Regions from separate parts of the Canis lupus genome. Here region 2 is linked to region 1. The links are chromatin contacts, called in public Hi-C maps. All regions are on one chromosome and are shown on one strand. The core of a region is the stretch at or near the end of the contact, and the rest is flanking DNA. Distances in the headings are between cores, read along the strand shown.

Region 1 (6,422 bases), core at 1,185-3,684:
GGGAGGAGGGAGGGCGGGCCACCAGCGGCGAGAGGCAGCGCCCGCGCCTGCGCGCTCAGCTCCGCCGCCGCTGTGGGAGCGCGGAGGGGCGGGGGGCGGGCGGCGGGCGGGGCGGGGGCGGGGGCGGGGCTCGCCGGGGAGCCAATCAGGCGTCAGGACGAAGCGCTTAGGCGACAATCCCGGCCCCGGGGGGCGGGGCCTCGGGCGGGGAGAGGAGGGTGTATGCTAACTAAGCGAGGCGCCCGGGGGCTCCTGCCTCCCGATTGGCTAAGGGTTTATCCTGGAGGGCGGGCGTTTAGAGGGCTAATTGGTGACTTGGCTAAAGAGGTCCGGCGAGAGGGGCGGGTGGGTCCCGTCAGAGCGCATGCGTGGGGTGCACGCGTGTGTGCTCGCTCCGAGCCAACTGTGGCCTTGCGGCTTGAACTTTAGCAAAAAACGGAAAGGCTGTGCGTTAGTAAGGCCAGCGCTGCTAAAGATGGTACCTCCTCCTCCTCCTCCTCCTCCTCCTCCTCCTCCTCCGCTCCGCTCTGTACTTCCACCCCCTCTGGTCTAGCAACTTTTAATTTTCATTTTATGGGGTGGTTACTAGGAAAAGAGGAGCAGTGGGCTTGGAGTTTGGGTCTTGTTTATGAAAAGATCTTTAATAAGCCAGTAGGTAGGTAGGAGGGGATTGATTTTTGTCTGAATTCCACCCTCTGCTAGATAGGTCTACCAAGGTCAAGCTCAAGAAATCTGATCCTCAAACATCTGATCCGTAAAATAGGGGTATTAGGGGAAAGAAGACCTGTTAGCTGCCCAGCACAGTGCTTAACATGCATTGGATGGGAGATGCATGCCTTTTGTTTTTTGGTTTGTTTGTTTAAAGATTTTTAAATGATTTATTCATGAGAGGCAGAGACACAGGCAGAGGGAGAAGCAGGCTCCATGCCGGGAGCCCAACGTGGGAGACTCGATCCTGGGTCTCCAGGATCACACCCCAGGCTGCAGGCGGCGCTAAACCGCTGAGCCACCCGGGCTGCCCTGCATGCCTTTTAGTGCTCCCTGCCCTGACTTGAGTCTAGATGATGGCTGCCATTTATCCTTAGCTTTTCTATCTGCTAAGGAGAATGGTGTGCCATAAGGATGGGAATAAAATACCCATGTTAATCCTGGTTAAATTAGCACTAAAATACTTTTTTGGGCCTTGGGAATAATAGGAATCCTTTCCTTTGAAGTGGGTGGCCTAACTAAAGTATTAGACTTTCCACTTCCTCCTTCTAAGGACAGGGGAGAGAACAGCCACTGAGGAAATGAGTCAGATGATGTTAGTAGCTTCATGGGGTAGACACAGGACAGCCAGTAAAAGGAGCTACTCCTTTGTCTTTTCCTTTATGGTTTCCCCATTTAAGATGGTCTCCTCTCCCTCCCCCACCTCCACTACTATTAAAGAACTAAGTCCGGAATATGTCAACAAAGTAAAACAAGGATCTAGCCTTGAGCAACAATAAGCTTAGGTATAATTCCCCAGACATAAGCTGCCCCTAACCACCCAGGATGGGCCCTAGGCTACTTCCTTCTGTGACACCACTTATCTTCCTGTGATGCAGGCCAAGTTAAGTCCTGCCCCCACCCCACTTTCCTTAACATCTCTGATCAAATTTCTTTTTCTTCATTTCCCTTCTGCCCTCCATTCCTTCCTCCATTCCTAACTTTCGTTCTTTCTTTCCTCATCTATGAAGCACCTATTTAGCTACATTTAAGGTTATGTGCCTTATTCTAGTTTGAGTAATTTGTCATTCCTGCCCTTAAAATCAAGAAGGTCCAGATATGAATCACTGAAATTCAGTACCCCTGCCTTCTTAGGTCCCCATCAATATATCAGTGTCTTGAAGGAATTAATGACTTGGGAAAATGTAGAGAAGGATCAGCAATTGAGGGTTGACATCGCAGAATTCCCCAATACATTTTTCAGTGTGATTCATGACATGCTCTTAGAACTTGGTCATATGTACTGGTCAGGCCAGTAGAGACACCAATATCTTTGTGGTTGTGTTATTGTCTGTTGTTATTCTTTCCTTCCAGAAGCTGATCCCTTCGTCTTTGAATCCTCTGCCCTGAAACTGATGGCATATATCCCCACCAGTTGCTCTTCAGTCTCCCCTGCCACCAGCCTCTAGATCGGCTATACTGGACCCTGAATCCTGCCGTCACCCCCTCATCATCACCTGCCCTCACCTCGAAGCATCCTCCCACTCTGTCTTGATGAATATTTCTTGCCCTCTGCCTTCCAACATTTAGGCCTTCCCCATCTTTAAAGCAAAACAGACCTTAACTTGTCCTTGCTAGATGGAAAGTTGAACAGTGGTGAGGACTCGGACCATTCCCAGGTATTTCAGCACATCTTCTAAGAATCTGAGGCTGTCTGAACATGGAAATGTCCCTCTGAGTCCTCTGAAGTGGTACAGTCCAAAAGACATCATTTATCTCCCTCAACAGGGCCCACTGAGCCAACTTTCTGAAAGCCCAAGAACTGGCAAAGGGCAGCCGGACCCGGCCCATTGTTCCTGGGTTCTTTTTTGCTGAGCCATTTGTTCCAAGTTCCATTCTGCTACCTAGGCTGGAAATTCCAGACATGCTCAGCTCAAAGGAATGCAGCTCATGCCGGCCAAAGAGCTTGCCAGGAAATAGGGAGCAACTTTTCATTTGTGGCTTCTTTGCATTTGCGGCTTCCTCTCTCACATCTGAGAAGCAGACTGTGCTACTGCCTGAGCTGTTCCACCAACCTTTTCCAGTTGGAGAGCAGATGCCTTCAAGTAACTTCCTCTGGGGACCCTCTGCTGACTTCTGTAGACAGCCTGGTTCTTGACCTTTAAAGGTCCAGAGACCTTTGGTTTCTTATGGTATTTGATGCCTTCCTGGTATTTCCATGATTTGCCTGTTGTTTAACCTCCTTCATTCACTCACTCATTCATTTACGTAAAACATCTTAAAAGATGAGCACCTACCATGTGCCAGGCCTTACAATAGGAGTCAAGAATAAGTAAGTCAGAGATGGGCTCTCCCCTCCCACAGCTTACTGCATTGTAAGCTGCTACTGCTACCAGAAACCGACAAGTATATGTACCTACTACTACAGCTAGTGAACTGGCAGGTAGGAATGGTGTGGGGCAGCAGCCAGCATCGCACAGGTGTTTGATGTTTGTAGAATGTAAAATGTCTCCACTAGTCCCCAAGTTTTCCCTTAAAAAAAAAAAAAAAAAAAAAGATTTTACTTATTTATTTGAGAGACAGAGATGGGGGTGGGGTGGGGAGGGAGAAGCAAACTCCTTGCTGAGCAGGGAACCTGATGCTTAACTGACTGAGCCATCCCAGTGCCCCAGTCCCCAAGTTTTTCACATTAACAGGAGGATAAGCAAGATGTGGACTATGTAAAAGTGGTTCCTTAAAATTCTTCTCTGTTGGCTTTAGGACACACTCTCATGCAGAACAAAGAATTTGACTTTCTTCCTCAACCTCTAGTCCCACTTAGCTCATTCTTGACATTAAGGCCCTAATCAGAGGCTGAATGGATGGCAAGAACAGGGTCCCAGACACCAGTGGCTAACCAGAGAAGCCTGTTTCCAGAGATACGTAAAAGGCTGCCACATATGATCCTTCATACACACACATATGCCCGTCCCCACAGCTTGCAAACAAGGGGTTGGACTCACCCCTAATAAATCTGGTCTGCTGTTAGTTGAATCACATAAAATTGCTGCTCTTTGACTGTTTTTGATCTGCCCAAATAGCAATTTCACATGATTCAACCTAATATATCCGAGAATACAGAAAGTTTATGCATAAAGAGCTTGGACCAACCCACCTACCCCATCAGATCACCTCCCCTGATGGAATGGAATAACAATGGAATGATCAGCAACCTTATCAACTGTATTGTATGCAGGAAACAGGAATGAGGGAGGAGGCTGGAGAATAGAAAGGAAAAATAAGTAGGGTAAAGCCAAGAGGCCAGTGGTTGACACTTATTCCCCACCACTGTCCAGGAAAGAGCAACAGGAAACTGGAACTCATACAGATGTGCCCTGCTGTGAGATGGAGATGACTCACTAAGCCCCACCCTGACTTAAATGAAATCTGCCTGCAGCTAACTCTTGTTGGGATAAACTCACCCACCAGCCAGCTGATGGCCGATTTGGCTCTCTGATTGCTGATATGGGGAAAAGGGTGCCCCTGTTGGGTGGGGAGGAGTGTTCTAGTTAACTGAAGGACTAACACCTACCAATAATGAATGCGCGAGTATCTGGGTATATACTTCAGCCTTCTAGGAGTTGGATAGCTGGGAGTCAGGCTTCTCCAGGCAGCTGGATCTCAGAAGCACTGACTTGGCTGTGAAACAGGTTCAGCTCTCTGGTAAATTCATCAAAGTAAAACTACCCTGGGTGACCTCTTTGAGAGCAAGTCAGATGGCTCTGGCACTAAGCAAAACCTTCTGACTCAATCATTTTGATCACAGAGTGCAAGGGATCTAATTATGTTGGAAAGGCACGATTATCCTGTTCTTGACCCTAACTCTATTCCTGATCCTGTTTCATGACCCAAACAAGTAGATGTGAAATTCTCTGGCCCGGGTTACCAGGTCAGTAGGTCAATGGTGTTGTCATTCCTACTAGGGCTGAAAAAGCAGGGAAAGGATGAGGGTATAGGATCCGCAGAGAGACCTCTCCCGTGCCAAAGGCAAATCCTTTACTTCTTCCTGCTTTTTACTTTAGGGTCAAGTGTCTGCTTTCTGGAGTCAGACCTGGATTTGAATCAAAGCTCTGCCTCTTCCCAGCAAGTCTCTGCACCTCAGGTGTTTTCATCTGTAAAGGGGATGATGAACACTGCTGCCTGTGGAGTTGTGAGGACTACATGAGGCAAGAATTGAGGACCATTCAGCTCAGTGCCTGGAATCAGCCTAATCAAGGTTAGGTGTTGTTGTTATTAAGAACATTTAGGGGCACCTGGGTGGCTCAGCTGGTTAAACGTCTGCCTTTGGTTCGGGTCATAATCTGAGTCCTGGGATCGAGCCCCACGTCAGGCTCCATGCTCAGTGAGGGGCCTGCTTTTCCCTCTGTCTGCCGTTCCCCCTGCTTGTGTTTTCTGTCAAGTAAATAAAATCTCTTAAAAAAGAAAAGAGTATTCATGTTATTGTTAAGGTACATATCATGAATTACAGTTATATAGGGTGGTCGGTGACTGTTCCTTTTATCTGTCCTCTCTGACCCTGCTTCTTCTTCATTACTGGGTCCTCAGAGCCTATGGAGGGACTGCCTGCCCTAGCAGAACATTTGTTGACGAGAAAAAAAAAAAAAGCGTCATGTCTTATATTTGCAATTACTAAATATGAAATAACTTAGTATTTTGGCATCTTCTCTCAAATCTGATTCTATAGTTTTTACTCATGTTAAACCGTCTGTGACCTCAAAATGTCTGGATCAAAATAGCCGCTATAAAGAACCCGGTCTGCCTAGTGACAGACTGAGCACCTCCTCGCTACCTGCTGTTCTGCTCAGTCCTTTTTTTTTTTTTTTCTTAAAGATTTTTATTTATGTATTCATGAGAGACACAGAGAGGCAGAGACACAGGCAGAGGGAGAAGCAGGCTCCCTGCAGGGAACCTGATACAGGACTCGATCCCAGGACTCCGGGATCACACCCTGAGCCACCCAGGCGCCCTCCACTCAGTCTTTTGAGCTGGGGAGCCTCTCTCCCATTCAGCTCAAACAGAACTGGACTTACTGGCCCACGACTCCTCAGTCCGGTGTTTGAGGGAAGGAGCTAAGGGTCTCCTCGGGTAATCATCACAAGCCTCCTGTCAGATGACGACACAGCAGAAGCAAGCATTTTGATGACCATGACCCAATCTCCTGCCTGGAGTTAATCCTAGATGGTGCGATTCTGCGATCTGCCCCCTCAGCGGTCCCTCCCCACAGGCCTCTGGGGACCTTTCCACACAATAGGGGGCCCTGCCTGAGGAATGCTGAAAGGTTAGAAACTGGAACATTTTTGTGAGGTTGCCTGGGGCTTTCTCCCTTGTTGCTGGCAAATCTCCTTCTTACTGGCCTCTGTGGGCCTTGGCCCTAGAACAAATATCATGTCATGTATTTGTAAACAATTACAAATTTATGTAACAATTATATGTCATGTATTGAACCTGCTGCCAAATATAGCTCGACCCAAGAATGAATAACTCCACTTGTAAATTCTCAATAAAATGGCAAAGTTAATTAAAGCCTCTTAGTGGTACCTTGCCTCTTCCTCCCCTCTGCCCCCACCCCATGGCAAAGCAGCTCAGATCCCAACCTACCCTTGCTCCACCTGCCAAACTGCAGAAAATCTGCAGTTGTTCCAAGAGGGTTTCTCACCATCTCCCCACCCAATTTCCACATCCCTAGGCCCTTCACA
Region 2 (6,422 bases), core at 1,490-3,989, 220 kb before region 1:
TCTTTCATGAAACACCAAAGTAAAGTAAAATTCTCAGATTCCCAACATTCCATGAACCCCTTACCCTGGTATTGTTGACCCTGTACATAGCAGAGCTGTCGGTGATAGAAGTCTGAGTGTCCCTATAAAGGCCAGTTAACAACTGTAAAAAAAACAATATAAAGGAGATCAGAGTAAATACATAAATAGCAAATCTAAAGAGAGCAATTTTATTCTAACTCTCCAATGGGCCAGGTCAAATAAATGAATGTTGCTTGCAACAACTGAAAAAGACTATATTGTTTTTTTTCCTTGTAGAAAAATCTGATTCATTGCATCTTCATTCCCCTTTCCACAATGAAAAAAAAAAAAAAACCTAGTTTCAAATGGTTTGGTGGCCAAATTTACCAAACTTCTACAAATATTTTTAATTATCACAAATCATTATAAATTATATTTCTGTAGTGGAAGGGAAGTAATTTATCCTCTCAAAAGGAAGAATAAAAGGTAGTTCATAAAACTGCCCCCAAAACGGGATAAGGACTAAATAACAGTATCTGGCAGGTGCAAGAAAATAGAAAAGGTCAAGAAATTCCAGTTCACAAATTTTTCAAGAGTCTTTTCAAGTTTTTCAAGTCTTCAAGTGAGTCAAGAATTAACTCCCCAGGGATGCCTGGATGGCTTAGTGGTAGAGCATCTGTCTGCCTTTGGCTCAGTTGTGATTCCAGGGTCCTGGGATGGAATCCTGCGTCAGGCTCCCCACTGGGAGCCTGCTTCTCCCTCTGCTCATGTCTCTGCCTCTCTCTATCTCTCATGAATAAATAAATAAAATCTTTAAAAAAAAATTTAACTCCCCAAATTGTGAGCATCAGCTCCCTTTTCCAAAATGAACTATGACTTCGCAGGGATAATGGGATGGCCTAACATTTCCCATCAACTTTAGAAGAGGTGTAAATCAAAGCATTTACCCTGACAAACAGTAATGTTTTCCCAGAGTTGCAGAGGCCAACAAGAAGAACAGCTCTTTGACTGCTCCTTCTGCTCCGGATGAACTTCCAGAACACTGTGGAATAGAGAGAAACGACCAAAATTATGCCTTTTTCCCCAACATAAATAACACAAGCTATTCTAAATGTTTTACATTTATTTCAGTGCACATTTCCAAACATTAAATGGAATGAAATTATATTAAATGGTTATATCATATTTGAGCATATTATGGAATCTATATCACACAAATCAATTCCCATCAATACCGTAATTCACTCTAAAAGAATTTTTATTAGACAAACTTAGGAGCGCTTAACTTCCTTACACAGGACAGGTGAAAATGACATTTGGGCTGTTCTATACTATGAACCATTTGTAAATGTCTTACTCTTGATGTAAACATCTCTGAAACAAGATAGAAGGTTTTTTAACCTTCAAGTAGCCCTAAACAGGAGATTGACAACCGCATCTGATTCACAGAGGGTAGCTGGTTTTTTAACCTCTTCTGAACGTTTGATGATCTAAATCGTAGGGTGCATATTAAAAACACTATGTTGATCTAAAAAGAAACTGGAGTTATAGATACCTGTCATTAGACACCCAAAAGCCCAGTATTTGGGGGACATCTTGGTGCTTGACTATAAAACCTTTATTTTAATAACTTTTCCCCCTGTGTAAGTTACTATTAATGGTTTGTCATTCTCTAGGATATTAAGCGGAAGCAGATGCTCCCTACTTTTCATGTGGAAGTGGACCAAGGTCTATAAAGAGTGACAAAGTTGATGACTCAAAAAAAAATTATATATATATATATAATATATATGCCTTGATCATCAATAGTATGCCTGAATGGTCGGGGTAGAGAAATTAACAGAAGTCTCTCACAGAACCCCTCATTCGGCTGGAACTTCCCTGGTATTTTTGCCGCCGTTATAATCATTACCGTTGTTAGTGTTCCCAGCGGGAAGGTATGTGCTGAGTGAATGGAGGGCTGGTTCTTGGATTCCCCATAAACGTGGGGGTGTTGTGCCCCCAGGCTTCTAACGTGGAGCCTATTTATCACCGTCCTTCCCTCCGGCTCGGCTCGAGTCTGGCCGCCTACTCGGTCATTAGGCCCTTCACGGAGTGCCAGCCACTATCAACTGTCAACCCTGCTGTGTCTGCACCCCCACCCCCCGACTGTGGACTCCTCAAGCGCAATCTTGTCTTATGCACTGTGTATCCGCAGCGCCCAGGAAGCAAACTTGGAGTTAAAGACCTGCGAGTCTAGGTAGAAAGAGCAAAGAAAAGGGGGGGGGGGAGGGGAGGGGGGTCAGGGGAGGACCGCGCGCTCCAGGCGTAGCAGGGGCAGAAAAAGGAAAAGTAACCCGCGCCCCCAAGGACCAGGACGTCACTCCAAGGTCCGCAGGAGAGCCTCTTTATTGCAGCGCTACTCCCGCGGCTGCAGGCAGCAAGGCAGGTAGATGTGAAGCGGCGAGTCTCCGCCCGGCGTCCGCGGTCTCCACGAGCCCGTCCAAGCCCGGAACTGCGCCTGCCTACACCCGCCCAAACCACCGGCCGCCTGTTTACCCAGCGTCAGCAGCACCGCCAGAACCGCCACCACGACTGACAGCAACGTCGGGTCCCTCTGCTGCAGCTCCTGCCGCAAGGAGTCTAGGTAGGGCTGGAAGGCTCCCCCCACACCACCACCGTCCCCCATCCGCCGGGACTCCGCGGCAGCCATGGCTGAGATGCGTGGTCTCCAGCGCCGCGAGAGCGACGTGGCCCTGGACTCTGCGCAGGCGCCCGAAGCGGAGCATCACGGGAGTTGTAGTTCCCACGTTGTATTTCCTCCTTCAGGGGCGGGGTTCCGGGAGGTCCCGAAGGCAGTGGCGATGCTCTGGGACGCTGTCCGCCGAGCGAGCGGCGTTGCACGGTATTTCACGAGTGACACGCTTATCCCTTAAGGTAGGAGTTAAATGTCGCCGCCCTCTTCATGGGTGTTGACGGAATGATGGATGCATAAAATGAATGGCTTGAGAAATCTTCTCGGAGGCTTTCCAGTCGCCCCCTTAGAGAGGGGAGTCTTGCGAGGAACTCAGGCATTACACAAACATTTCATCTGAGTGCAATCCGGCGTGGGGTGTGACAGAGGATGTATGATGCGATACGGGGATACAGAAAGGGACGCTTAGTACCCATCATAGGTTCAGAGACCAGCTCCTGGAGGAAAATGACGGGAGCTGAGGCCACGAGGGATGATGGGTGAGCCTCTGCAGGTGCAAAAGGACAAAGAGCGCCTGAGTAGCAGAAAACGAGCAATTCGGTGTAAATCCAGGGCTGCAGCTGAGATTTTTGACATTGACGGGAGCAGCTGGGAAAATCAGTGCGCGGGGTAGTGGTGTTGAAAACTGCAGCTGTCATTCCTGCCTGGAGTGGACAGCCCCCGCTATGCCAGGCACGTAGGTGAGACCAAAGTAGCCAGTCCTTCCAGTTTTCGCAAAGAAGCCAGAAAGGGAAATGTTCCCCTTTTCAAATTTCGGCAAGTAATGAAAAACAAACAAAAACACCCAACAACTTATCACCCAAATAAAACACCCTAGGGAGCCCGAAGTGGCCTGCCTAGGGACTGCAGAGTTGCAGCCTGTCACGAAACTGGTGTCCTTTCCGCAGAAGTGGCAAGAGATGAAGCAGGAAAGGTTGGCAGGAACGACCTGAAGGGATTTTGTGCTATGCTAAGGAACCTAGACTTTATCCAGATTATATATATATATAAAATCCAGAATGGGATAAGAAGTTTCAGTTGGGGGTAACATAGATGACTGGCAGATAGAGAACTGTGATTGGAGAAAGACTAAGGTAGGGAGGCCAGCTGGGGGTTGTTGCAGTGTTTTGGCAAAAAAATGCACGGGGTGTGAACCAGGAACAGAGGTAGTAGTGGAAAGGAGGCCACAGATTTGAAAGATATGTAGGAGGAAAACGTATAGGATGCGGTGACTAATTGGATATGCTGAGTTCAGATAGAGAGTTATCAAGCCTGCATCTGAAGCAGCTGGTGTGGAGTCCTGAAAAGATCAAAGTTCATAAAGTGAATTAGGGAGGGACTTTGGGGCTGAGGGCATAACCAGAATGAAAACCTCTCTCTTCTGTATAGTGAGTTTCAGGTGCCTCTAGGAGTTCTAAAATCTTATATTAAGCAGGCGATAGAGTAAACAAATGTAAAGCTTCAGCAATAGGCACTATATTTTCATCTGAGTTTCAGACATAGATAAGTGGTCATTAAAATCAGGGACAGAATGAAAAGTGAGGAGGAAGAAACCCACAAAGATACCTAAAAAGGAAGAGTCGGTGATGCAGGAGTAAAACGTGTCCTGGAAGTGGTCAGCAACATCTCTTGTTTCAAAGGGGCTCCCGTGATGAGGGCTTGAATGACAAGTGAGCTCAGAAGGAACGGTGAGGTAAGGGTGGGGCACGGGTATGGAAGCAAGGCTGGTAGATGGAAGGGAGGGTAAATAGTGAGGATAATCGCTAACATTAATGAGTGCTTGTTGATACCAGGCACTGTTTTAAATAATTTTAATTTATAACTTTGCATAATCTTCACCTATTATTCCAATTTTGCAGAGGCAAACTGAGGTAACTTATCCATTAAGCCCAGGCAGTTGGGCTTTTTTATGCTTAACTGTATGCTCTAACATAGTACAATTCATTTTCCTGGCCTTTCATCGATAAATGTAGGCAATAGGGAGTCCAGATTAAGAAAGGATGTTTAGGAGGTGAGGTTAAAGAGGGTTAACCAACTACTTTTATTTTTATTTTATTTTATTTTATTTTTATTAGTGTCAACTACTTTATTTTAAATTAGCATTGTCAATTAAAATGATCAGAACTGACAGTAATTTTACCATATTCTCTCTTTCTTTCTTTCTTAAGGTCCTGGCCCCTGCTCTGTATCCATCACCCAGCGCATGTACACACAGACATACACATCACTCCTTTCTAATAACCATTGATTCCTCTGCTAGGAGCTAAAAATTCAGGGAAGGAAGAAGGGCCAAACAGGAAAAACACCTACCATAACTGCCCCAACTGTATACGAATTTTTAGTCAGAGCTATGTGAATGAGAAAGTTCTGCCATGGTGGTAAAGTTTGGGAATGATGAAAGGTTTTAACAAGAGACAGACTTTTTTTTTTCAATAGGTTTCCTGGGTAAAGGCAGGAGAAATGTGCACACCTTCCACACTCAAGTGAGAAAGTGGTGCCATTCTCAGGAATGAGAGCAGGAGAAGATCAGCTGCTTCCTATCCTTTCACATCTCCACCAACACACACTTCCAGGAGGTGAGCCCAGAGGAAGGGGAGGCAGATATTGACTGCTGCTTACTGAAAGTGTTCTCTCCTTCATTCAAATAGCAAGTGGAGAGTTACAATGAAATAAATGTAGTGACACAATTTTTCCTCTCTTGCATTAATTAAAATGTCTCATTCACCAGACACTTTTTTCCATCTTCTATTCCCAGTAGCTCCAAAGTACAGTAGACACAATCTCAGACCCAGGGACACCAGTCACATGATTGGTGAATGATCAGCCCTATCAAGTGCAGTAAACAGACTCAGGAATGAGAGAATTACAATTAAAACTAAAATTTTCACAGTTGGGGGACGCCTGGGTGGCTCAGCAGTTGAGCATCTGCCTTTGGCTAAGGGCGTGATCCTGGAGTCCTGGGATCTAGTCCCACATTAGGCTTCCTGCAGGGAACCTGCTTCTCCCTCTGCCTGTGTTTCTGCCTCTCTCTCTGTGTCTTTCATGAATGAATAAATAAAGTCTTTCAAAAAAAAAAAAAAGAATAAAAATAAATAAAATAAAATTTTCACAGTTGGCAGATGGGAAGTGACTTTGGCCAGGGTAGCTTCAGGGAATTGAGTGGAGCAGAAAACTGGTTTCTGTGTGTTCAGCCATTAATAAGTAAGGCGTGGAAAGAGTGAGCCTCCATCTTTCAGAAGAAGGAGAGGAGACAGGGCAGTGACTACTGTGGGAATCAGGGTAAAGCAATAATTTTCAGATGTTCCAGTGGTTCATTTTTCCAACCCCCTAGAATCAGGACCTGACTCAAGTATACCTGATGAAATTAATTTAAAATATTGGTAAAATATGTAAGTCTTCTGTATTCTTTTTCTGTACTCCTTGAACACTCCATCTCAGTAACTCACTCAGCATCCTCCTTCCTGCCTCTTCCCCAGCAACACACACACACACAGAGCCACATACACTTGATTCTATTATGATGATCATGCAGACACTTTTCAGAAAGAATTCCTACTTGAACTGTACCCAGGGTGGCTGTGGCACCATGACCAAAGCTGTGAAAGAGGTCAGTTGAACATTGAGCTCTGAAGGAAAGGTTCAGATGCACAAGTCTTTAGTCAGATCGTATTTTTAAAAAAAATCCTTTCAGGCCAAACATTTAGAAAAC

What was found. A called contact is a pair of places that touch in the nucleus more often than the background predicts.
Region 2: a Hi-C map of blood shows a contact between it and region 1, with 4 times the contacts expected there. The contact joins the promoter of SRPRB here to the promoter of CDV3 in region 1. A contact is called at or near these places in 2 of 9 Hi-C or Micro-C datasets (both in blood).

Annotation. Positions count from the first base shown.
Region 1 is chr23:30,979,169-30,985,590 of UU_Cfam_GSD_1.0, reverse strand. It overlaps CDV3 (protein CDV3 homolog), which reads right to left and starts at 2,434. Exons shown (of 5, transcript XM_038570910.1): 1 at 2,307-2,434.
Region 2 is chr23:31,203,429-31,209,850 of UU_Cfam_GSD_1.0, reverse strand. It overlaps SRPRB (signal recognition particle receptor subunit beta), which reads right to left and starts at 2,739. Exons shown (of 7, transcript XM_038570925.1): 1 at 2,539-2,739; 2 at 948-1,042; 3 at 65-142. The coding sequence starts at 2,692. LOC119865393 (a long non-coding RNA gene) reads left to right here and starts at 2,788. Exons shown (of 2, transcript XR_005377038.1): 1 at 2,788-2,916.